3 separate regions of the Zea mays genome follow, and all the other regions are linked to region 3. The links are chromatin contacts, called in public Hi-C maps. All regions are on one chromosome and are shown on one strand. Each heading gives the region's core, a stretch centred on a gene start, on an enhancer-like site or on the middle of the called end of the contact. The rest is flanking DNA. Distances are from core to core; before and after follow the strand shown. Region 1 holds the start of LOC100278901. Region 2 holds the start of LOC100381831 (Protease Do-like 9). Region 3 holds the start of LOC103627710 (kinesin-like protein KIN-4C).

What was found. Hi-C and Micro-C count contacts between places; a contact is called where the count stands out from the background.
Region 1: a Hi-C map of tassel shows a contact between it and region 3, with 5 times the contacts expected there. The contact joins the promoter of LOC100278901 here to the promoter of LOC103627710 in region 3. A contact is called at or near these places in 4 of 25 Hi-C or Micro-C datasets (ear, leaf, tassel and 1 more).
Region 2: a Hi-C map of endosperm shows a contact between it and region 3, with 4 times the contacts expected there. The contact joins the promoter of LOC100381831 here to the promoter of LOC103627710 in region 3. A contact is called at or near these places in 6 of 25 Hi-C or Micro-C datasets (bundle sheath, ear, endosperm and 2 more).

What each region holds. Positions count from the first base shown.
Region 1 is chr5:214,786,717-214,789,616 of Zm-B73-REFERENCE-NAM-5.0, forward strand. It overlaps LOC100278901, which reads right to left and starts at 1,542. Exons shown (of 1, transcript NM_001152028.2): 1 at 531-1,542. The coding sequence starts at 1,428. The coding sequence ends at 889.
Region 2 is chr5:214,412,538-214,415,280 of Zm-B73-REFERENCE-NAM-5.0, forward strand. LOC100381831 (Protease Do-like 9) reads right to left here and starts at 1,278. Exons shown (of 9, transcript NM_001174625.2): 1 at 653-1,278; 2 at 157-356; 3 at 1-14. The coding sequence starts at 1,181.
Region 3 is chr5:214,542,324-214,545,259 of Zm-B73-REFERENCE-NAM-5.0, forward strand. LOC103627710 (kinesin-like protein KIN-4C) reads right to left here and starts at 1,513. Exons shown (of 27, transcript XM_020538690.1): 1 at 1,173-1,513; 2 at 953-1,097; 3 at 488-634; 4 at 242-394; 5 at 1-150. The coding sequence starts at 1,216.

The sequences.
Region 1 (2,900 bases), core at 292-2,791, 240 kb after region 3:
CCATTTTTTAGTCCGTTGTACTCTGAATCCCAAGGATGTGGCCTGATCCCCGTGATCATGCAAAGTAATGGAGGCCCTGCTGGCCTGCTTGAACATCTATCTAATCACATCCTGAGAGTCAAAGTTACCGTTGACAGTTTGACACCGCCGCTATAAAAGCGACTAGGCCGCCGTTCACACGGACGGCACGGCAGGATTACGACGAGAAGACTTGTTCATCATCAGCAGCAGGTGGATTCGACGAAACCGCGGGTCATTGTTGGCCTGCGGTTTACTTGTTGGACCAGAAACCACGATGCGCACGGGCGCAGTATTAAAGCGTCCAGAAGAAGAACGCCTCCATGCAAGGTTTTCCCATCCGTGCGTCGCAATCAGTCACAGCTGGCAACACGGCAAAGCTTTCGCACCTAGAGTTTAGAATTCGGATTCTGTTGCTTGCTCTGGCTAATCATGCAAGTTTCCGGCCCAACTCCCTAGGCTTGGAAGCAAACAATGCTAACTGGCGCGCGATCACGACATGCCAGAAGGAAAATCGCAAAGGTTTGTGCACCTCGTTTCAATGTTGGGACAAAATTGGTACGGAGTACAGGGTGAACGGATTCATTACAGCAGCAGGTAACATGACAACGAATGTAGTAGTAGCAGCAGTAGCAATCTCATTTTTACAGTGGCTAAACCAATCAATCAACCGAACGGACGAAGGGGACTAGGGGGAGGAAGGAATTGTAGCAGCGATCTCGCTCACCATTCTCACCGGGACGCCCGCGGAATCCTCAAATCCACCCGAACCGGTCACCATTTTTTTTCCTGAGATACTTTGGACACCTTTCCTTTGACCACTCAATCAGCGTTCCTTCCCCTGCTCCGGTCCGACGACCGATGTGGCGGTCAGGCGCGGCCGGCTCCGTCGTGGGGCGGCAGCGGCGGCGGGCCGAAGAGCGGCGGCGCGTCGCGGCCGCCGAGGTCCATGGACGACTTGGCGGAGGCAGGCGGTCCGACGAAGCGCGCGGAGAAGTCGCGGTAGCCGGTGTAGTCGCCCTCGGGGCTGGCGCCGTGGCCCTCGTCGAAGTTGAGCGCGTAGCTGAGCGCGTCGTAGTTGAGCTTGCGGCCGCCGAAGTGGTGGTGGTGCGGCCGCGCGGGCGGGCCGCTGCGGCCGAACCGCCGGATGAAGGTCTTCCACCGCGGGCCGGCCACCAGCTCCGACCACTCGCGCACCTTGAGCACCGCGTCCACCGCGCGCTGCCACCAGGTCTCCTCCGCCGCCGCCGCCGCCGCCGCCGCGGCGCCGCCGACCCGCTGGTGGGAGGAGGAGGAGGAGGCGGCGGCGGGCCAGGGGAAGCAGCAGCACCGCCGGCCCCCGCGCGCGAAGAAGGCCGCCTCCGCCTCGTCCATGCCCGCGGCCGACGCGCCGCCGTGGTCGGTGTCCATCGCCCGCCGGGGGGGGTCGTGTGGCGCGGCACGGAAACCCTCTTCTGCGTTCCCTCACAGGCTCAGGGTCAGGGGCCGCGGCGCGCGGCGGCTGGATCTTTTTGGGGGGCTCTTGGCCTTTGGGCAGCGGGCGACTGCGGTTTTTATCGGGGGTGGTTTGATGGTTTCGACGCGGCCGCGGGTGGAGTCAACGGTTGGCGCGGCTCGCTGACGTGGGCCGGGAGGCGCGGGCCCGGTGGGGGACGTCGCAACGTTCGCAAACCCTCTGCGCTTACTTTTCTTCTCCAACGGATCGTGCACAGGCGAGTGAATTTCTTTACATTGTGCAAAAGCATGGCATTGGTCATGGGTGGGTACTTGGATTTAGCCCTAAATAAACTTGTGAAAATAAATTGCAGGAGCCCTTCATAAAATATATTTATTTATGCGAGTTGGTCCATCGTAAAAACATAATTCCACACCATATTATTGTTCTCGCTGATGTGGTTTTTATGAAGATGCCAGCTGGTTCTGTGTACTACTAATATTCCTGCATTTGCATGTACTCCTGGCCGTCATCGACCGTGCGCCGTGCAGGAGCGAGTGGGACGAATGAGCTGGCGGTTGCGCCGCGGCTCGCGTCAGTACAGGTACAGTTGTCGTCGCGCGGGCTCGACGTGCCATTTGCATTTTGTGCTGATGCGGCGGGGACGTGCCATCGCAGCTACGCGACGCCTGGCGCCGACGTTTGCACGCTGCACTGCATTATTATTGAATAACTGAATCCACCACACGGTGCTCGCTGGTACTTGTAGATATTTATTGATTCCAGAAGACACCAAGGAAGTACCAGAGCCCATAGAGATAGACGGGTTCGGTTTCCTTCTTTCTGCAGCGGATGCGGATGGAACACTCGCATAGGCCCATACCAGATATTTCTAATGAATTCGTATAACAGTTGATGTATGTATTTTATATATAAACTTAAATTTAGGTAGAACGAATACTAAGGTCATGTTTAGGAGGGTTTTATTTCAAAAAATTACAGCTTCACCATAAAACAACTTCAACGAATTGATAAGACATGGTATAAGAGTGTTTTTCGAGCACCATTTGAGGAGCTTCGAAAATTTCATAAAATTAGTCTTTAGTTTTTTTTAAGCTAGAGCTCGTGGAGCTTGACCTATTTCGATAGAAAAAACTAATATAGAGCTGAAATTTTTGAAGTGAAGCTCTCCTAAACATGGTCTAATTTATGATAGAGGGATTAGGGCATGTATGATACTGCCGCACGATATTCCAAGCATAAGATACATCTTAAACACGATATGATACAGTCGGTGTGTCTAAATCATGTGTTTTACTATATCCATTGTATCAATCAGAGCATATTGGCCAATCAACTAGTCCACTGACTCGTGTATAGAGCCAAGACACAGTATCTTCGTCAAGATACGTGTTTTAAGTTTTTTTACATTTACCGTCTTAGACGC
Region 2 (2,743 bases), core at 28-2,527, 130 kb before region 3:
ATAGCTGCATCTATCTATCAACAAGACAAGGCCCGTATTAGACACGTCGGTGAGCCGATAAGTCATGGTTTCTCAAAATAGTTACTTCACTTGCAACATCTATCTTTATAAAAAGATTTATTTGAAGTTATCATAATTTCAGGAAAAAAAATGTACCTGCAATCCTAGAAGTTCTGTAGAACCATGAACGTATGAAAGTATTTCTATCCTAGAGACCACTCCACTTGTCACGGATATGGTATCTCCTCCAATTGGATAACCAACAACAGTAACTGCATCCTGAAGGGCTGGTAATGTTCCAAACTCAACAGGTGAAACTCCTTCCCAGAATTCATCGTCATTGACAGTTAAGAGCGCTGAGACAGATAGAACAAACGAATAATATCAAATTAGATTGCATAAGCAACATGAAAAATCAACTGTATGATAAGTACCATGCCATAACTCAAACGATGCTATAACCTCAGAAGTTTCATAGATACCATAAAAAATGATCTTGGTGTATTTCTCCAAGAAAACAATATAGAAATTACTATGCATCCGATTTTCACGACTACAATGGACAAACCCAACATCACAATAAGAAGAAAAAAAACTAAGAGTAAGAAATAAACAATGGAGACAGTGGCAGGGATGGGGAGAGCGGGCGCACCAATGTCGCACTCTGTGCCGATGGCCAGGACGGTGGCAAGGTACTTGGTGTCGGAGCCGCGCTTCTTAAGCTTAACCTGGGTATAGTGCTCCACGGAGTGAGCATTGGTGAGGACACGGCGGCCGCCGATGATAAATCCGCTGCTGCTGGAGCTGTACTGCCGCTTCCGCTGCCACGGCAGCGAGAAGTTGGGCTCCGTGTGCACGCAGAACACCTTGACCACAGCGTCCATGCACGGCACTACCCTCACCACCTCATCCCAGCTCGCGGGGCCTGACTCCGCCACTGCCACCACATCGCCTCCGTTTGCCACCGGCTTCGGCTCCCCGCGGCGGGGCGGGGACGGCGGACGCGTGGCGTCCGCGTCGGCGGGGGCCTCGTGACGTCGCGGCTTGCGGCCACGACGCCCAGCCGGAGCGGGGGCGGCCGAGGGAGAGGGGGAGGAGCGGTCGGGGAAGGGCGGCGACGCCTTGGGCTTGCGCCCCCGCTTGCGCTTGTGCTTGTTGGAGGCGGAGGAGGGATCGTCCATGGGGGGCGGGCTAGGGTTTCGCCGCGAGGAGGACGAGCCGAAGTGCCGAACCGGGGAAGATGAGGAGTGTCGGCCCGGTTCGAGGCGGGCCGTGCAGGCCGGATTGGGCTGGATTGATTCAGGGTTCCACTGTTTCACAGACTGGAGTGTTTTTGTCAGTTGGTTTGCGCATCGTGACGTTCCATTTGTTTAGAAGCGATACTGCTGCCCTACCATTGTTTGTCTGATTGAAATATACAGTCCACCAGCACTGCACTGTGTTTACTACTGAATGACGTCTCTAGGCCTGTCCTGACCGTTCCTAGTCTACGTCAGTCACTATACTCAACAACATGTGCTTGCAGAAGGTCACACAGAAGGATAATCGAATCGTTGGCATGGCGTACGCCTCAGCCCTCAGGCTTAGCAGCATTCTATGCGTGCAAAGTATGTGACTACACCTCTCTTGATTTGGAGGGGACACCGCTGCGCATTGCGATGGTGCTTTCCACTTTGCACATCGGAGACCTGACTTGTCATAGCTTAGCTGATCAACCTCCTGAGGCTGACAGTGACTTGTGCCAAATAGCCCACTTGTCACTTGAAGATGCTCAGATGCATAAGGAAAACCATTCTATGCAGGACCTGGTATGTGAACCATGACTGTGTACACAAGGTTCAGTTACTTCCAGACATCGACAATTCAATCTCCATCCATCGGTTTCATGATTAGACGGTTGATGTGGCAATCTCTGCTGTTTAGTGAGAAATACTGCGGTCAGACAAGTGGTCGCTGTAAAGGTACAGACTGCCTAGACGCTCCCAAGAATCCTCCACTTCTCCATTCCATTTCGCAGAGATGGTGAGGGGTCGAGGAGAGTGAACCTTGTACTCCCTCCGTTTCGTTTTAGTTGTCACTGGATAGTGCAAAATTAAACTATTCAGCGACAACTAAAAAGAAACGAAGGGAGTAGCTCAACGACGAGGTTGAACTGAAATCTCATCCTGGCAATCTGCCTTTGAACTAGCACTGAGACTGTCCGTCCTGCGTGCAGACTGCAGGGTCTCCTTCTCCATCCTCTGCGAGGACCATCATTTTCAGTCCTGGTTTTTTCAGTACATGCTCCAATGCATCCATCAATGAGATATTCTAAAGCGTCACTGTCACTAGAGGTGCTCCGAGTTATTAACCATTCACACTCTTTTCGGTAGGCTGCTGCTGCTGACAGCCATGTCTTTTTTTTCATCCCGCTATGCTTTCTTCTTCAGGTGCAGCAGATTAGTTGCAGAGCACTGACCCGATCAGTGAGACGGGGAGCATGTCACATCATATATTAGCATCGGATGCCAATTGCAGCTGATCAGCTCCATCATTCCAGCCTGATGCTGCTAACAAGGCCGCCGCATTTGGGTCCGTGGTAGTAGCAGGGAGGGCATCATGCCATAGCAGAAAAAAAGAAAGCACCGAGTTTGTGCTGCCAAATGAAGTGGCATCTGGATCGATCTCCAACCCACGCACCCTCTCTGAACCTCTCGAATCGCCTGCCTCCGGCTGTCTGTCAGAGCAGAGGCATCCTGTTCTT
Region 3 (2,936 bases), core at 263-2,762:
GACACCAGCAAGGGTTATGCCTCCAGTTGCAGTCTCTCGGATTTGAATCGGCACTCTGCCAGGTGCTGATGCTTTTGCCATAGAACCTGCATCAAGTCTTACAGCAGCTTGATTTGCATCGAGCAAATCAAAAACATCTTCCTTGAATATCTGAAATCCATAGCAGCACAGCACGCAATGATAACAAGCTAAGAGATGCTGGTACAAAAAAGAAAGAGACAAGTGCCACTAGGTATCTCACCTCAATAAAAGATACTCTAATTAAAAACTCTGAGCCATCCTTTGAGGTGTCAACTTTTCTAAATATTGTATCCATAACTTGAGGAATTATCCCTCCGCAGTTCCCTTCACCACTATAGTCAGTACCCATTGTGTATGTCTTGCCAGAACCGGTCTACAGTTGTCAAAGGAAAACGACTTCAGTAACAAAATAATCATCAAGACAGTCCTCTAACAAAACAAACTTCATCACACAAAAGAATTGCACCTGGCCATATGCTAGAACAGTGGCATTGTATCCGCTGAACAATGCATCGATCAAGGGGTGCACGCATTGCTCAAATATTAATGATGATGAAGGGCCCGAGCTGCCATAGACGTGATCAAAGGTGAATACGTGGGGCCCAATTTGAACCTGAAACAACACAGAAACAAATGATCATATGTTTGAACTTGCTAGCCATTTCAAAAAATGAACACCCTGACAAAGAGGCATATGCTGAGCTTATATACGTTCAGAATCTGATTCAACAAGTATATTGTAATTTCTGCTACGAAATTATATAATACTATAGAAGAGTCGCGAAATCAGCAAATACGATGGTCCTGAGCATAAATCCGAAGAGCTTCAGCGTCAATGTACACCCCGTCCATTTTTTTATCCAAGCGATGCTGATGAACTCATCAATCCCAAGTCCCAGACCAAACCAATCAGACACTACCAGATCGGTACCTGAGGTTCGCCCGGCGTGACGGTGACGCAATCCGTGCAGCCATCCTGCAGCTCCACCGTGATGAGCGGCCTTATGTTGACGGCCACCTTCACACTGTCCTTCTGCGGATGCGCGGCCGCCGCCTCCGAGGTCTCCATCGGAACCCTGATCATGATTTCGCCAGACTGAATAGACAACACCAGAGAATACCCTAAAATCTCCCCCAAAAGAAAAACTCACCTTAAACCGGCGGATCGAGCCGGATTGGCGACGCCCTGCGACATACAACGGCGAGCTGCACGTTGCTTGCGGATTTAGGATGCGGCGAGCTTAGCTAGGCTTGGGTCGATCGCCCCCTCGAGGGGAGAGAGAGAGCGGGGGAGGAAGAGAGAGACGAGCGGAACGGCGAACGGGTGAGAGCGAGAAGCGGCCGCTCGGAGGATTTCGAAAAACTAGGGCGTCGCGTGAGGTGCGGCCCGATTACTGAAGTCTTAACGCAGACCGGTCACTGAATGGAGCCGTAACGAGCCTGTCAAGAGTCGACGAACCTGGTCTATGCGCACGGTGCATCTGCCCCGTAGATTTTACTGATTCATTGCTCGATCTACCGTTCCTTTGGTGGGTCATGGGTGCGTTAGGCATTGTCTGCAAACGTGGTCCATGGACGTTGGGGAGGAGGGTGGTGCCCCAGATGCAGGCATGCATCGCAGCAGACAACTCCACGTTCGGGTGCGGTTTCGAATTCAAACGATAGGAAATGACGGCTCTACATGGTAACGGCTCTTTTCGTTAGGTTTATTTGGTTATAGTCTAATTACAAAATTAATTATATATATATATATATGAAGACTAAATGTTGAGAAAAACTTTCAAACATAATTAATCTATAATTATTAAATATTTCGCTTCAGATTAAAGTCAGTTGCAGCTGCAATTTATAAAGATAAAAATATTGTAGAAGTAGTACAAGCCAGTATGAATTAAAACCAAGCCAACAGGTTGTGTAGCATCACATGTGTGAATCATGGACTAATTAGAATTAATAGATTCGTCATGTCGTTTAGTTCTTATATTTATAATTAGTTTTATAATTAAGTTCTATATCTATACTACTCTATTAAAAAGCTAAAGTAGTGTTTGGTTAAAGAACCAAGTAGAACGGAGCCGTTCTGTCCTAGTTTTGTTGTTGTTTGGTTACAAAGTAACTAAAACGAAATGGCTTCAATTAGGGAATATTCTCCTCAGATCCGGAACCATTCTGCTCCAAAAAATCAACTGGACGGAGCCGCTCCGTTCCTATCTCGCTCTCACAGTCACGCTCCGTTCCGTTCACTCTGCAACCAAACAAAAAACAGAGCCGCTCCATTCCAGATTACCAAACACAAAACAGAGCGGCTCCGTTCCTAGAATCAGGGATGGAACGACTCCATTCTACTTGGCTCCTCAACCAAACACTACCTAAGGAGGGCATCCACGGCCCCATGCACCCGCCCCCGCCTCCCTTATAGCCCATAATTCTCGAAGTGCAGCCACCATTGCTTCTCTCGCATCCCGCGATGCTAGGGATGCCACGCTCCACCTCGTGTTGCCTTTGCCTGCCCGCCCACACATGACGCCCGCCGGAGATTATGCCTTGCTCGCGAAGTCGCGATGCCCCCAGCACCTGAGCGAAGCCCGCCGGAGGTGACACCATGCTCGTGAAGTCGCGACGCCTCCAACACCTGCGCGAAGTCTGCCAAAGACGACGCCATGCTCGTGAAGACGCGACACCCCCCCCCCCCCCCCCCCCCCCCCCCCACGCGTTGCCTGCCTCCAAACCCGCGACGCACATCGTTAGGATTTGGTAGCCGCAATGTCAGCAGACCTGCTTTGCGATCCGCTCGCCGCCGCTGTCTCCTTCCTTCCGTCTCTCGCCAACAACGTCTCATTCTCCCCATCTCCTTTGCCACATATGCGGTTCCAGCAACCCGTTCCCAGAGAAGCGACCCCCGCCCTATCTCCTCT